Linked DNA regions of Zea mays: region 2 is linked to region 1. A link is a contact called in public Hi-C data. All regions are on one chromosome and are shown on one strand. The core of a region is the stretch at or near the end of the contact, and the rest is flanking DNA. Distances in the headings are between cores, read along the strand shown. Region 1 holds the start of LOC100285661 (acyl-coenzyme A oxidase 2). Region 2 holds the start of LOC100303840.

Region 1 (7,670 bases), core at 1,503-4,002:
CCTATAAAGGTTGTTGGTTTAAAATTTTGGGTCCACTAAGCTAACTTTTAAGTCTGTACTAACCCATGAATTCCACTAATCTTTTTAGGGAATAACACTTTTTGCCAAATGAGCTATTCACATATCATGAGATTATTTTATTTTGATAGGTTAAAGATTTGATGGAACAAAATATGCTTGGGATTTATGACATCTTTTTTCTGACATAGTTGGGGGTATTATATTGTTTATCTGGCTATCAAAAGTGTTACCTATTCAAATGCCAAAATGTATTGCAGCATTAATTTATTTATTAACCTAAGAGAAAGAAATTTAGATGGTTATATCATGTTCTGACCACTGCTTTCATTACTTGCAGTTTGCTCATATCAATGCCTTAACAGATAATGTCATATCTACTTACTCGGGCCAGATTGAGCGAATCCAGAACAACCCAAGTTGGATGAGGAAATCTTACCATTTATTTGTAGGAATGCCTATGCATTTGGTAGTTGTTGCTTATCTTAATTTTAGCCTATGTATTTTACAACTTACATCCCATCTCTTTGCCATCTTTTGTTCAGGTTGAAGATCCTGTAGAGAGACCTGATAATGCCGCTAGAGCAGTTAGTATGAAAGGCCTTGACCTCATTGCTATTGCATTCAATGATGCTTGTCACAAGTTTAAGTCTCTGGAACATATCGATCGGAATGAATTATTGGCACTGTTGTGTACCCCTGTTGTTCGCTTGAAACTTGGTGTGAGAGTCAGAGAGAACTCTTACCCAAAATCTCCAAGGAATAATGTGCATAGCAGGATTAGAGGACAGATGTGGCGTGATCGAGGCCAAGCACCCAGCGCGAGAGGGTTTACTGGAACCAGATCAGTCCATGAAAATCCACTAGCGAACACTACAGCACATGAAACAGCAGTGCAATACCACAACCATGTGCAGCCGACAACAGTTCGGCAAACAGCCATCCGCAATCAAGTAACAAATACTGCAGTGCATCAGACCGCGCCTTACCAGAACCATACTGCTCGACAGGTGTATCCTACTTGGTCCCAGACAGCTGAACCCTACCAGAATCATAATCAGCAGGTATACGCTACTGGGTTTCAAACAGGGCCATACCAAAGCCATAATCAAGTCCATGCTTATAGAGCAGGGTTGCCACCTGGAGGAATATATGAGATCCACAATCAACAGGTGTATAATGCAGGGTTCCAAACCGACGGTCCGCACCAGAATCAGCAGCGGCGAAAGGGATACCCATCAAACCATCAGAATAACAGGCTTTCTGCGACGGCAGCGAGGTACGAGCCCGTTCGTGGACAGTTTAACAACGGATCGACATGGGACTCAAGGTCCCAAGCACCGGGCAGTGCAGCTCTGCGAAGGTAGCCGTCAGCATCTCAGGAGGATAGTAGTAACAGGCAAATCGGCTGGATTTTGACTGCTGGGCAGCTCTTCCTTGTGTAAAAAATTCTAGCACTTCTTTACTGGTGGACAACTCTTCCTTATGTAAAAATTGCTGTTAGCAGTCGGTTCGTAGTATGTGTCAATTAATTTTTTTTAAGGTGTGATTGGGTTTATTTATCGTGTCTCAGAAATTCATCGCCCTTCTCCGTATGCTCACGTATCATGTAAATAAAGTACAATAGCTGGTCCATGACACGCAGAAATATTCATCATGTAAAAAGCTGCCTCACGCCATATATGAGCTTTTAAGATTTTTTAGGAATCAATTGTTTTTTCTCTATTGGCTTAGGTCCACAAAATCCAACAGTCCAACTGTTTTTTTTTTTCACGCGGAAGTAAACAACATATCTTGAAATCTCAATTACAACCCTACTTTCATTCTGCCATACGGAGAATCTAGTAGCACAATAGCACCATGATTGATCCTGGCTGTAAGGATAAAAATCGTCCACGAAAATGATCGGTCATGACCCACCAACAACTCTCAACTAACTGAACAAGTAGCGCAACTGCAAACAAAACTACTCAAGTTTACTCTGTTTCCAGCAGGAATATCTTTTAGTTATGGAAGGAGGACCAGGATACTCGCAGGAAACATGACGGCGGCATCTGAACACACTGAACTTGAGAGCTTTCTCTTCAAACTTAGGGCTTCTTTGGATTGAACGATTATTTCCTGAATCCTGTGTCTTTCCTGCGTTTTTAAACGAAAACTTGTAAAATTCCTATCCTACTCCTGTGAAATTCTTGTGTTCTTAGGATTGCACTTCCCTTTCGGTTGAACTTCGATTGTAACTGGAGAGACAAATAAAGAGTCAAATAGAGAGTAAAAAATAAAGAGTCTCTTAAAGATGCTCTTAGACTAGAAAATCGAACTATATATGAATGAAGCTAGCAACCGACAGTTTTGTTCTAAAAAAATGTTTTAAACTTCTAAAAAAAGATTTGCATCTTGGTATATGCTGTAATTTTTGTTGCTTCTTGACTTGTCAAGGAAAAAAAAAGAGGGCCAGCATGTGATCACCTCAAGAGGAGTGGAGAAAACCCATGAACGACCAAAGGCTTCAACTGACAAGCTTTGTCAAACCGTTCTTCCATAAAAAAAAACTGTTCTCCCCTATCCTCAAAGAAACGTGTGCCGAGATGCAACCTCACGCTGACTCGGCGCATATACTCTGTATCATTGGCGCGATTTCTCGGTTTCTTCTGACACCCGACTTGGATTGTCTCGTTCGTCTTCGTCATCGTCACTCAACAACTCGTCTCATCGCGCCGCATCGTTTACCTCAAGGTTGTTTTGTTGCTTCCTTGTCCCGCTCTCACCAGCAATCCCGTCGATCACCCAGACCTCCACGGCACTGCTCCGTCTCCTCCGTTCCGTTCCGAACCGCAAGCTCCCAACCCTTCCGCGATGGACCTCACCTCGCCGTCGCCCGCGGCGCGCCGCGCCGCCGCCATCGCGCGCCACCTCGCCGCGGCCGCCGCCCCCATCCCGGCGAGCAGCCCCCTGGAACCTTCCTGCTGCCTCAGCTACGTCCCGCCGGAGTCCACGGAGCGGCCGGCGGCGTTTGCGCCGGCCGACCTCAGGCTTCTGCTGGACGGGCACGACCTGCCCACGCGGGACTGGCTCTTCCGCGCCATGGAGGAGAGCCCCCTTTTCCGCAGCCGGAGTTCGCGGACGGGATCCAGGGTGTTCGTGGCGCCGGACTTCAACGACGGCAAGGAAGGGCAGCGGGAGGCCACCATGCGGCGGATCGCGTACCTGAATCGGCGCGGCGTGTTCCGCGGGTGGCTCACCGAGGACGGCGCTGCCGCCGAGCTCCGCAAACTAGCGCTCCTCGACTGCATCGCCATCTATGACCACTCTCTCGCCATCAAGATTGGCGTCCACTTCTTCCTCTGGTAATTTTTGCTGCTAGCTATTTCCAGCGTTATTCTGGGTCCTTCGTATAACTGATTGCTTATGCTTTCTGCCTGCGGTTTAAAAGTTCCATCCGGTGTTTTCGATGCGCTAATTCTTTTGGGTGGTTTGTGTTTTCCCTAAACGGTAGACACGCCCCCAACGGGCTACAGGAAATCTTCAGGTCCTTGAGATAGACAAACCGCAATGAAACAGAAACAAAATGCACACGAAGCCTATTGCTTTGTACTCCCTATACCGAAGCATTTAAAATTTGTCTCAAGTTATAAGGTATTCTAGGTGAATTAACTCTCCCAAAGCACCAACCACATGCGGACCTGCCATTAGTGTGTACCACTAGGTTCAAAATATAGTAAGCACAAGATCTCTCTATAGTTAAGGGAGGGTTATTGGTCATTTGTTTTACTGCATAATCTGTCCTAAAATTTCTACGGTACCTTGTATTTTAGGATGGAGGGAATAATTAATAGTGATGGTGCTGGCGTTGACCAGCTGGAAGCCACGGTTTATGTCAGCACCAGGATGCCTTTCTGTATCATTCTGCTACTAGAATTTATCATCTAGCCGCACACAAGTAAATTTTGGGTGCATGGAATTGTTGCCTGGGCCAGGTAGCTTTTCTAGGGTCCAAAACAAACAGGTCTGTGTCTGAGGTTATAACAGTTTTACAGAGATTTTCAAGACCAGATGATCATTTGGGTCTTTATATTAACTTTGTTTAAAGTGAATGCTTAGCAATGATACTACAGGAATGGTCTTGACTCTTAAAGAAGCCAGCATGTTTTTGTTAGGTTTATTTCCTTTGGTGAGAATGTTCTTGTAGTACAGCAGTAAGCCACTTGTTGTGTAGAGTTTACCAGTGTTGTATGGAGTTCTTTTGTTTGCAATCTTCTCATGTTTAGTTTATTAAATTTCTCTATGTGTTCCAGGGGCAGTGCCATCAAGTTTCTTGGAACAAAGCGCCACCATGACAAGTGGTTGGTTGCCACGGAAAATTATGATATCAAGGGTTGTTTTGCAATGACAGAACTAGGCCATGGAAGCAATGTACGTGCATAGATTTGGGCTAAGCATACTTTTTACGGTATAATCTCACTAACTGTGCTGATTAAGTTCTGTTGCTGTTTCTTTGTTACAAAAGGTGCGAGGAATAGAAACAATAGCAACTTATGATTCAGAAACAAGAGAGTTCATCATAAATACTCCATGTGAATCAGCTCAGAAGTACTGGATTGGTGGAGCTGCCAATGTAAGAATTAAGAAAATGTGTGCATCTGCACTCTGCATTCAGTCACAACTTGCTAAAGATTTCCATGCCCTTTTGCAGCATGCAACACATACAATAGTCTTTTGTCAACTTCATATAAATGGGAGAAATGAAGGAGTTCATGCTTTTGTAGCTCAAATTAGGGATGAAGATGGAACTGTGTTGCCTAATATCCATATAGCTGACTGTGGCCATAAGATTGGACTGAATGGCGTTGATAATGGGCGGATTTGGTGAGTACTTGTATTTTTTTGTATTATTATATACCATGGTTTTTAAAGCGGTAAGGCGAGACAAGGCGTTGGACCACCGCCTGGATGCCTAGGCGACGCCTTAAAAACAGTGTTATATACATCATTTAATGTATATCATATCTTACTTTTTACTTCTATACCAGGTTTCAGAATATACGTGTTCCTCGTGAGAACTTGCTTAATTTGGTTGCTGATGTTTTGCCAGATGGGCGATATGTTAGCATGATAGATAATCCAGATCAGGTCCCTCTATCTCTCTGAATATGTTACCAGGATTTCTTATTCTTCTTTTTCTTAAGAAATGCAATCTTGATTTGCAGAGGTTTGCAGCTTTCCTATCTCCGCTTACACTTGGTCGAGTAAACATTGCAGTTAACTCAGTCTACATTTCAAAGGTGTGTTGCAAGGCATTTTCTTCTCTTGTAAACACAGGAAAAAATGTTTTGCTGATGAATTTAACAAATATAGTCCCCCAATCTTGCAGTAAGTTACTTATCCAATTTAACGAGGCAGTTAATCAAATTTGTCCCAATAAAAGGTAACCGACCAGCTTGACCGAAGTGGAACATCACTCATTTTGGAAAAAGGATAGATAACAAGTTGAATTGCCCCCCCCCCCCCCCCCCCCCCCCAAAAAAAAACCTAGCTGTAGAGAACAGGAAAAACACCACACACCCTTATTGTTGTTGATGAGGATAGTGGAGTTGCCTTCTGTTACAAGAAGAGTACAATACAAGATATATACAGCTCTATCTCTAACACTAGCACATTTGAAGAACCAATGGGCGACTTGATTGTTTATTTGAAGGAACTGATTCAACTTCCTGTCAGCAAAGATAGGTTGATTTGTTAAAGAAATAACTTGGGCAAGTTTGACCCTTTACTGAGGAATGTGCCTTGTGTTCATTGTTGAAGTATGGATATAAATGTATTGGAAATAATGACATGTTCTTTACTTTCCATGGATACAGGTCAGCCTAGCAATTGCTGTGAGATACAGTTTGTCAAGGAGAGCCTTTTCAATTGCACCAGATGCCCCTGAAATGTTGTTGCTTGACTATCCCAGTCACCAGCGACGCCTTCTACCACTTCTAGCAAAAGTGTATGCTACTAGCTTGCTGTACCTATAGTTAATATTTAATGGTAGTCCTAATACAATTTCTTACTCTCGGCTATTTTTGTTCTAATGTAGTTGCTAGGCTGTGCATTATATTACCTCCTTGTGGTGCAAAGCTCTCATACTCTGTAGTTCAAACTAATTCATAGCACCTTTTCACCAATGTTTCCACTTATGTAACAGTTATCATTTCACTGTACTTGTGCAGATGTCTGATGAGCAGTGCTGGCAATTTTATGAAAAATATGTATGTAAAGAGAACTCCTGAAATGAGCAAAGACATACACATTTACTCTAGTGCTCTGAAGGCGACACTAACTTGGCAGAATATGATTACGATTCAGGTATTATTGAGTGTTGAAAGAGCTATTATTATGTTTCTTTATTCCAGTCACTATTTCTCACTGGACTTTCTCTTAAATGTATTAGGAGTGTCGCGAGGCCTGTGGAGGTCAAGGTCTAAAGACTGAGAACCGCATAGGAATTTTCAAATCTGAATTTGATGTCCAGTCCACATTTGAGGGTGATAACAATGTGCTAATGCAGCAGGTTATTGTTGTTTTCAGTCATGCATCCATTTTATCAAAGGTGCTTCGTGTGTGGTTGTAACAATTTAACCTTGTTTAGGTAAGCAAAGCGCTTTATGCTGAATTTTTGGGTGCACAAAAGAAGCAGCAGCCATTCAAGGGATTGGGTTTGGAACACTTAAATGGCTCGAGCCCTGTTATTCCTGATAAGCTGACAAGTAGCATATTAAGGAGCTCCAAGTTCCAGGTAAAGAATCATAGTTAGTTTTTTACTTCTAATACATCCCTGGAACAACATAAAACTCTAATGTTTGAGTGGATTTGTTCACATGAATAGATGGACCTGTTCTGCTTAAGGGAGAGAGATTTACTGAAGCAGTTTGTAGAGGAGGTTTCTCTCCATCTTGCACAAGGCGAAAGCAGAGAAAAGGCTTTGATGCTGGTAAAATTCAGATTTCACTGTGCACTATTTTTCGCTGTTCTATAGTTTCTTTGTTTGTCATTGATACAAGTGACATTTTCCCAGAGTTATCAAGTTGCTGAAGACTTGGCTAGAGCGTTTACTGAGCGTACGATCCTCCAAATATTTTTGGAGGATGAGATGAATGTTCCTTCTGGTTCCCTAAAGGTATATTGTTTTTAGTCCTCGATTGTATCGTTTGCTAGCTACTACAGTTGGATAACAAAATCTTTCCTTTGATCCTTTCGTTTTCGAGTGAAATTGTGCATAATATTTTGTTATTAATGTAATGCTTCTGTAACCTTTTGTTATTATTTCCAGGAGGTACTGGGCTTGCTGAGATCTCTATATGTCATGGTGAACATAGATGAATCCACATCTTTTCTAAGATACGGGCATTTATCACGTGACAATGTAGCCCTTGTGCGGAAAGAAGTCCTGAAACTGTGCAGTGAACTCAGGCCCCATGCGCTTGCTGTTGTTAGTTCTTTCGGAATCCCTGATGCCTTCCTTAGTCCACTTGCTTTTGACTGGATTGAGGCAAATGCACTGTCAACCGGGAGCCACTGATCTCAGGTTTCCACATACGAGCCAGGTTATCCTGTGAAAGTACTGAATATTGATGGCGGGGCATAGATACCGTATAACTACAGGAGCACTT
Region 2 (7,670 bases), core at 3,684-6,183, 540 kb before region 1:
CGATGTTTGGAACTATTTGGTTTGGACTATTTAATTACCGTGTGCCGATTTTTGGCGAGTGCTTGGATTTCGCGATCCTCGCTGAATCCCCTTTTGAAACATGTTAATCTGTATCTATGTAACGACAACGTTTGTTCTGCGGTTACTTGTTCTTTTTTTACCCCCTTTCTGAACATTCAGCACGCATTGGTGTATTCACATGGTCAAATACAATGTAACAATGATGTCTGTATGTTATGACTCCCTGAGTTTCTCTCTCTCTCTCTAAGTCTCTCTCTCTCTCTCTGTGTGTGTGTGTGTGTATATATCATATCGTTCAGTACAGAATCCCTCTGGCACAACAAGTTTGGTGCCAGTGTACCAGTCCGTGTATTATATGGTCACCTACCACAATGGAACTAACTGAACAGTTGGAGTACATGACACATCATGCTGCACAAGACTGAAATACTAGCATGTACTGGCAAATTGCCAACGCCAGACTACCATTTTACTAGTGAAAAATAGCTTAGCTCGACAAGCTGTAGCATGGGACCATTAACTAACACGCACCTTGTCCTCACGCGCATGGTGGTACAGAAGCTACTGAACTTGTATATACAAGGCTCCCATCAGTCTATTGTCACGCACAGTGTCCATAAAATAATAAATAAATACTTCGTCTATTGTGACTGCCGTTGTACGCCGCATTCATGTTCCGGCAAACGGCGAATTCAATTAAACTTTGGTCACCCGCACATGCATGCCTTCGTTGAATTATTTGCCAAAAAAAAATCAGCCTAGATGCCTAATTCGCAGTGGGATACTGGGTCATGTTGGGCACAGTTTTGATATATAGCTTCTGCTTCATGTGTGTTGTTATGACCTCCTTTTGTTGTCAATCATGATCATGCTCTCAAGTGAAAATGTGATGTCATGAAACAAAAAACAGTATCTTTTTTTACAGCTTTACGTCACACTTGTAGTCCCCCTGTGATTAATGATGTGAGAGCGTTTTTTAAACAAATCTACATACTGATTGTGATGAGCTGTTTTTTTTTTGCTAAGTGTGTGTGTGTGTCTCTAAAACAACAGCTTTATATTAAAATTAAAAAGAACCGCCCGTGAAGTTAACTCCCTACCCAATAAATTTACTAGTGAAGCTAAGTTGTACGAAACAGAAACAGTTGGGACAAAAACTAATAATAAAACTGTAACAGCGAAAGCGTACTATCAGCGCGAGTACAATTGCGCAAATAGTAGGGATCACATGCTTTCCAATGGGAATCGGGACAAAGCGACTCAACCAGCGGCGGTCTGCCTGCTCTAGTCCTCTTGACAGTCTTCTTTTTAATCATATACATATATATATATATATATATATATATATATATATATATATATATATATATATATATATATATATATATATATATATATATATATATATATATATATATATATATATAATAGTAACATCTGACCTGGAGAGGTATCTGACAATTTATTAGAGTCCATCACACTGCGACAATCCAACCGAGCAGCTTACACAGAACTAATTAACTGGCAACTCAATTGTGAAAAATAAAAACGATGTGTAAATACAGTGTCATATATATTCTCCAGCTTGTAGCATGTCTCAACATAACTCGTGATGCATTATTTCACACCATTACAATTGCAACAAGCACCATAGCCAATGAGTTTCCCTGCATAAAACCAATAAGGGCTCTTCTCTTCCGAGATTCTAAGCAGGATGCATTGTATTTTACGGGCGAGATGATCCTCCATCACATGCTGGTGGTGTGCGTATGATGACACTGTGTGTGGCCTTGTGTCTTCCAGCAGACTACTCTCCTACGCATGGAGTTGGAAGCAACATATGACGTGGCAGACAGGTTTTTGTTGCACGTCCCTTTTGTCCAGTATTCTAATTTCTAAATTAAGGCGCACCGCCGGCGTACGTCGCGTCTTCGCACACGTGTAGATGTTGGTCGTGCGCGCGTTGCCGCCTCTCGCCTCGCCTGCGGAAAGAGTCAAAAAAAAGAGGAGGCGCAGTACGCTAGCTAGCCCGGAAACACCGGCAGGTCACCAGGCCCTGTCGTCGTCGTCGTCGTCGATCGCAGCTGGTGGAGCGCTAGCAATTCTGCTGTGCCGGTGCACGGTGGTTGCCGTATGTACAGTACAGGGCGCGCCAGGCGCCACTGGTGCATGCCTCCAGCAGATACATAATACATACGTAGCTCTCAAGACAAAACAAAGTGTCGTTCTGGTATTTTGTAGAAATTAAATACTTTAAACTTTAACCAAATAATATATATAAAACACCAATATTTATAATCAATAATCGATATAATTGGATATAGACCATCGAATCTATTTCTACGATGAACTTATTTAAATATAAATGTTATTAAATTTAGAGAGAGGAAGAGATGACCATGCGTATACATACCGGAACGACACTGTTTGAAGACCGATGATGAGTCAGTGTACTAATACGCGCGTGGTAGTAGTAGTATGGTATCGTTCTTCCTTCGCCTGGTCGCCTCTCACACTAGCGCACTGTAGATTCTGACCCAGAAACGTGTAGCAGGTGTAGACCTGTTTGTCAGGGCGCCCCGCTCGCACAGTACAAAAGCACTGTGGCTGGCACCGCCATGCGCGGCGGGCCCATGCCCCGGTCTTTTTTTCCCCGCGTGCGTGCACGTACGACGTACGCGCGCGTATCTTCCTGGTATTTTTTTTCCCATATCGGAGAGTCGGAGACATGAGTTCCCGGTGTGTATGATGACGTGAGGCGCGAAAAGACGGTGTGTAGTAGAGTAGTAGATGTAGATGGAGAGGAGTGTGAGTGAGTGAGTGATGCGTCCACAGTGTGTGTGCCCCGTACGGGCTACGGAAGGCACGTCCTCCACAAATGGCTGATCGGCAAGGACGAAGACAAGCACGCCAGGGATGGAGACAGGCACGTCAGGAAAGGAAGCCAACCATCTCTGTATCTCTCACTCGAGTGCGAGAGAAACTCGAAAGCGTGGTCTCCATCGCTGCTGCACGATCGGGAGCACCTGACGATCCTTTTTCTTTTGGAACAATTGGATCTATACCATTAAAAGATCCAAACTTTAGATATATACCATAGACCCCACATGTCATTGACTCATGTGGACCCACATGTAAGTGAGATAGTAATGGTATAGATCCAAAGTGGTGATCTTTTAATGATATGGATCTAAATTTCCCTTTTCTTTTTGTTGGCAAATCAAATGTATGTATATATGAGACAGTATTTAATTTGTCCTTGGTTCCATTGAAAAAAGAAAAAAGAAAAAGAAAGGAAAAGGACGGGAAAAATCCGGCGTCCCGGGGCCATGCATGTTGACCGGTCCACTCAGCAAAGCATCATGCCCGTTTGGCCCGACCGACCCCTCTCTCTCTCTCGGGCACGGCAGCAAGCGCCTTTGGATCTCATGGCTAGCAGCAGTAGCAGCATCACATGGCAGACAGAAGCTGTGCCCGCCCCCCATGCAGATGCAGCTCTCTTTCTTCTTCTTGGACCGGAGAGAACAACGGCTGGTAGGGTAGCTAGCTGCCGTTCCGTGCGAAAGAACTCATTGCGCACGGGCGTCGACACTCGAACTCGATAGGGGGCATAGGGCACGGTGGGGTGGGTATACGCCGCTGTTGTTTTTGACTCGGGCGACGACGGCGTCAGGGCCCGGCCGCGCTCGGGCTGCGCTGTGGCCAGGGTGGCCGACCGCCCGCCCGTCCGTCGCCGCCTTCCCGAGGCGGAGGACGAAGAGCACTGCGCCGCGCCTCTGTAGCCGCGGAGCGAGCGCGGGAGCTGATGCCGCTGGGACGGGACCCCAACCGCCCGCCCGCCCGCCCGGTCCACCACCGCGCCAGACTGCCGCCTCGCTGCCGTGCCAGCTCGGTTCGCGCGCTACAGTGTAAAGCTGACGCCACCCCGCTCTGCTGCTGACCCGCCTCACACGGCCCACGCACTGCGCTGCCCACCCGCGAACCCCACTCCCCCACGTACGGCCGGCCGCGAGCCCCGTCGCGACGCACGGGCCGCCCGCGGCGCTCGTGATCGTGTCGCAGGCTTTGCGACTCGCCACGCGAGGATATCGACCCGACGCGACGGACGGGGCGGGCGGGCCTTTGGATGCGCAAGGGTGCCGCCGGCGCGTCCGTCCGTCCGTGCGGGCGACCTGACCAACCTGCCGCTTTACCTTTGTTGCCCATTTCGAGCCAAAGGTCTGGCTGGGGGTTCCGCGAGCTTTTTGACCTCCCGCACACAGAGACACCAGCTGCTCTGCGGTTCTGCACTGCACCGCCCGTGCGTCTCCCTCCGTGTGCGTGTGCGTGTGGCCTGTGGGGGGCCTGGCCTGGCCGCCTGGGAGGGAAGGGGGTGTCGTGTCCGCCTGCTTCTTGCGGTGTCTGAAGCCTTTGAATATCTGCGTGCCGCCACGCATGCATGACATGAGGTCGCCATGCGGCTTCGCTAGTCAAGTTCACTGTTCGTTCCCTGCAGCTGATTTTCTTAAAAGTAAAAATAAAAAAATTGGGAAGTGACTGTGGCCTAAAACCTGCAGGCTAGCTTGTCATTTCCCCCGATGTCCACGTATCCGCCGAAAAAACATAAAAGAGAAAGACAAGCAAGGCGAGAAAAACTGTCCCCGTGTGGACGAGGAGGAGGACGGAGAGCAAAAGACGCAGCAGCAGCAGCGCAGCGCACCGCCGAGCAGACTCAGAGGCTGCAGGTGTAGAAAAAATGGATGAAAAAAAACGAGGCGTGAACTCCGAACAGCAAAAACCCTGCATACACGCATAGAAAAAACATCAAGTGGGTCCTTTTGCTTGGGGGCGGGCGGCTGCCTACGACCACGCACCGAGGTGGCCAGGCCTCCCCACTCCAGTATATATAACCAACCGGCCGGCCGGCGGGCTATGCTATGCGCTTCCTCCACATACAAGACCACCGCAGATCAAAACACACATCTCTCTCACTCACTCACTCGCCTCACTCCACTGGACATCCATCCATGGAGCTCTTCGCAGCAGCAGCATCAGCCGAGGATCAGAAGCCGTGCAGCAGCAGGCTGTTCAGCAGGAAGAGGAGCGGCGGCAAGGCGGGCATGGGCGTGCGCGGCGCCGACAAGGGCCGGTCGTCCTTCTCCGGGCGGTGCGCGCGGCTCGTCAAGGAGCAGCGCGCGCGGTTCTACATCATGCGCCGCTGCGTCACGATGCTGGTGTGCTGGCGCGAGTACGCCTGACGCCTGAGCCCTCGGTGTCCCTGATGCAATGGCGCCGGACATGATGCGGAGCCGCATGCAGGACGCGAGCAGCAAGCCGAGGGGAGAGGAGGAGGAGGAGGGGAAGCCGCCGCCGCCGCCGAGCAGGTCAAGAGACGCTCGATCCGCCTCCGCGGTCTTAATTAGGGAACCACGAACGAACCTTGTGTAAAGAGAAGATTATTATTTTTTTTATTATTTTCTCTCCTGCTTTAATGCTCTCGTAGTCTTGTTCCTTTAGCACCTCGATCGAGCCTTACGTTCTTCCTTCCGTTCGGTGCGGGGCGGAGATTTGCAGTCTCACGGCGCTTCTGCTGTTCCAATGTAACGTGAGCATCTCTAGTATACAGGAACTGGAGCTGTAGCTGTAGTTTAGCTAGTTGCTTTGCTTGGCGGTGCTGTGGCGTCTGCGCCCCCTTGCCTTGGCGCGGTGCGTGAGAGCCGTCCTCATCGCGCATCGGAGTGCGATTCGACTGCTGCTCCTCTTGCTACTATTTGTTTACATTTTCCTCCCCTCCACTGTGTAATCCGTAATCCTGAAAAGGCGGCCAGAAAGAAAAAAAACACCGCTAGTTCTCGCTGCCAAATGCATGTGCCGGACGACCCGGATCAGCGTTCGTCACTGACCGTAGCATACGACTAGCTGACAGGGTTCTACGGCAAATAGTTACCATACGTAATGGCATAATGTAATGTATTATAACAGTAATTAAGGATGGAAGTTGTATAGGAGGAGCCAAAAGAGGCCGGGAGGCAAGAGTCTGCCTGGCAGGCTGCAGCACGACCATTCCGCGCCGGCCGGGACCGGGAAAGACGTTGCTGCTGGCGTGGCGGACTCCCGAGGCCGGCCGGGGTGCTGACGCGCTGCATAATTTACTCCCAAAACGACGCCTCCGTATCTGAGCGCACCTGTGCCGGCCGGCTGTAGGCTGTGCCCTGCACGCCACCGCCTCCTCCCACTTGCTGCTCCAATTGGTACAAGGCCCCCCATTCATCTGCCACGTCTAGTTACGATACATGTAGGAGTACACTGGAAGGCTAGCTACGACGACAGGCCGACCGCTACTCTACCGACTACAAGCATCGTCCCAACGAACTGTTAGCATTAACCGGAGTAGTACGTAATAAGCGTCATCCTTGTATCTGGAATGACAGGAGAGGGAGGGCCTAGCTCTGCTCTGACCTAGCATGCCTTATAGTAAGTAGATCACACGCCCTGCCACGCATATTCGCCTGCCCATGCTTCCTCTCGCCCCCTTTAACCTGTTTGGCATGGCTCCAGAGCAAAACTCCAAGGAGGAGCTGGCCAGAGCATGCCAAACACCCTAACTCCAGAGTTGTAAACTCTATGGAGTTTTTGGAGCTGCAGTACAATTTTTTGGAGTACCTCTTTTGCTGCTCTGAAAACTCCAAAAAAGCAACCTAGTCATGGAGTTTTGAGTTATTTACCCGCCATTGCCACTGGTTATGAGAAACAATCTAAACTCTGGAGCAGAGCTGCTCCACCCAGAGTTTTAGAGTAGAGCTGCTCTGGGGTGGAGCAGATCCATGCCAAACATAACACGCTGCTGCTCTCACGCCGGAGCCGGAGGCGGGGCTTTTGCTTCAGCGGTCGTCCATCGGCGCTGAAGATGCCAGGGACCCATGCATGCTCTCGCCCCCGCTGCCACGCTACGCTACTAACGCTTGCGCTGCATATGCAGCAGGATCGTCGGCTGCACCGGCGCGCCGCAGTGTGGTCCTGCTGCGATCCGCCGCCTATGGAGGTGGAGCGAGGCAGCGAGTCCTCCTCTCCTCTCTTCGCGCACTGTATCGATGCAATGCAAAAGCCCGCAGCAGAGCCCGGCACGGCCGCCGCCTGCATGTATACATACATACGGCTTCTGGATGGATGCCCTGCCCTCTGCGCCCTGTACCGCAAAGCCGCCCCTTCCGGAGAGTTCATCCATATCCGACATGGACGGCTGTCTGGGCGCCAAATATATATATAGATATGGTACTATTTTTTTTAAACGAAGAGTTTCGAGGAGGACGGACATCATTTCCTGACCTGACCACACCATTCGTGTACGTGAACAAATAAATATTCTGGCTTTGATCGTCTGTTTCAGTCTATGTGCAGCATAGAAATCCTCGAGCATATACTTGAATCTTTTGTGGCTTCATACTGAGGCTGAGGCAAACTGAAGAAGTACACGTCAGTGTTTCACTCCTGACCGACAACAAAAAATGGTTGCTAGCCGTTGCTGACACTAGTAGGGATTTAACCGTGGATGGTGGTACAGTGCTCTTAAGACGTACGGTGACCAGGAAAGCAAAGGCGGGCGCTGTTGCACCTTCAGACCATCCCTTCCCCTTGTCAAGGGTATCTCTGCTGCCTCTTGCTGTAGCCAG

Evidence for each region. A called contact is a pair of places that touch in the nucleus more often than the background predicts.
Region 2: a Hi-C map of bundle sheath shows a contact between it and region 1, with 2.2 times the contacts expected there. The contact joins the promoter of LOC100303840 here to the promoter of LOC100285661 in region 1. A contact is called at or near these places in 3 of 25 Hi-C or Micro-C datasets (bundle sheath, ear and tassel).

Annotation. Positions count from the first base shown.
Region 1 is chr3:185,041,178-185,048,847 of Zm-B73-REFERENCE-NAM-5.0, reverse strand. LOC100285661 (acyl-coenzyme A oxidase 2) reads left to right here and starts at 2,752. Exons shown (of 13, transcript NM_001158552.1): 1 at 2,752-3,365; 2 at 4,314-4,431; 3 at 4,526-4,633; 4 at 4,712-4,884; 5 at 5,049-5,148; 6 at 5,226-5,300; 7 at 5,877-6,007; 8 at 6,231-6,366; 9 at 6,452-6,571; 10 at 6,650-6,796; 11 at 6,887-6,991; 12 at 7,076-7,177; 13 at 7,331-7,670. The coding sequence starts at 2,875. The coding sequence ends at 7,579. It overlaps LOC100383526 (Protein HESO1), which reads left to right. Exons shown (of 9, transcript NM_001176174.1): 8 at 359-466; 9 at 564-1,523. The coding sequence ends at 1,385. It overlaps LOC103651016 (a long non-coding RNA gene), which reads right to left and starts at 2,586. Exons shown (of 2, transcript XR_564529.3): 1 at 2,488-2,586; 2 at 1,811-2,258.
Region 2 is chr3:185,585,703-185,593,372 of Zm-B73-REFERENCE-NAM-5.0, reverse strand. LOC100303840 reads left to right here and starts at 4,933. Exons shown (of 1, transcript NM_001364561.1): 1 at 4,933-5,863. The coding sequence starts at 4,938. The coding sequence ends at 5,258. LOC732847 (laccase-like) reads left to right here. Exons shown (of 6, transcript NM_001112451.2): 6 at 1-232.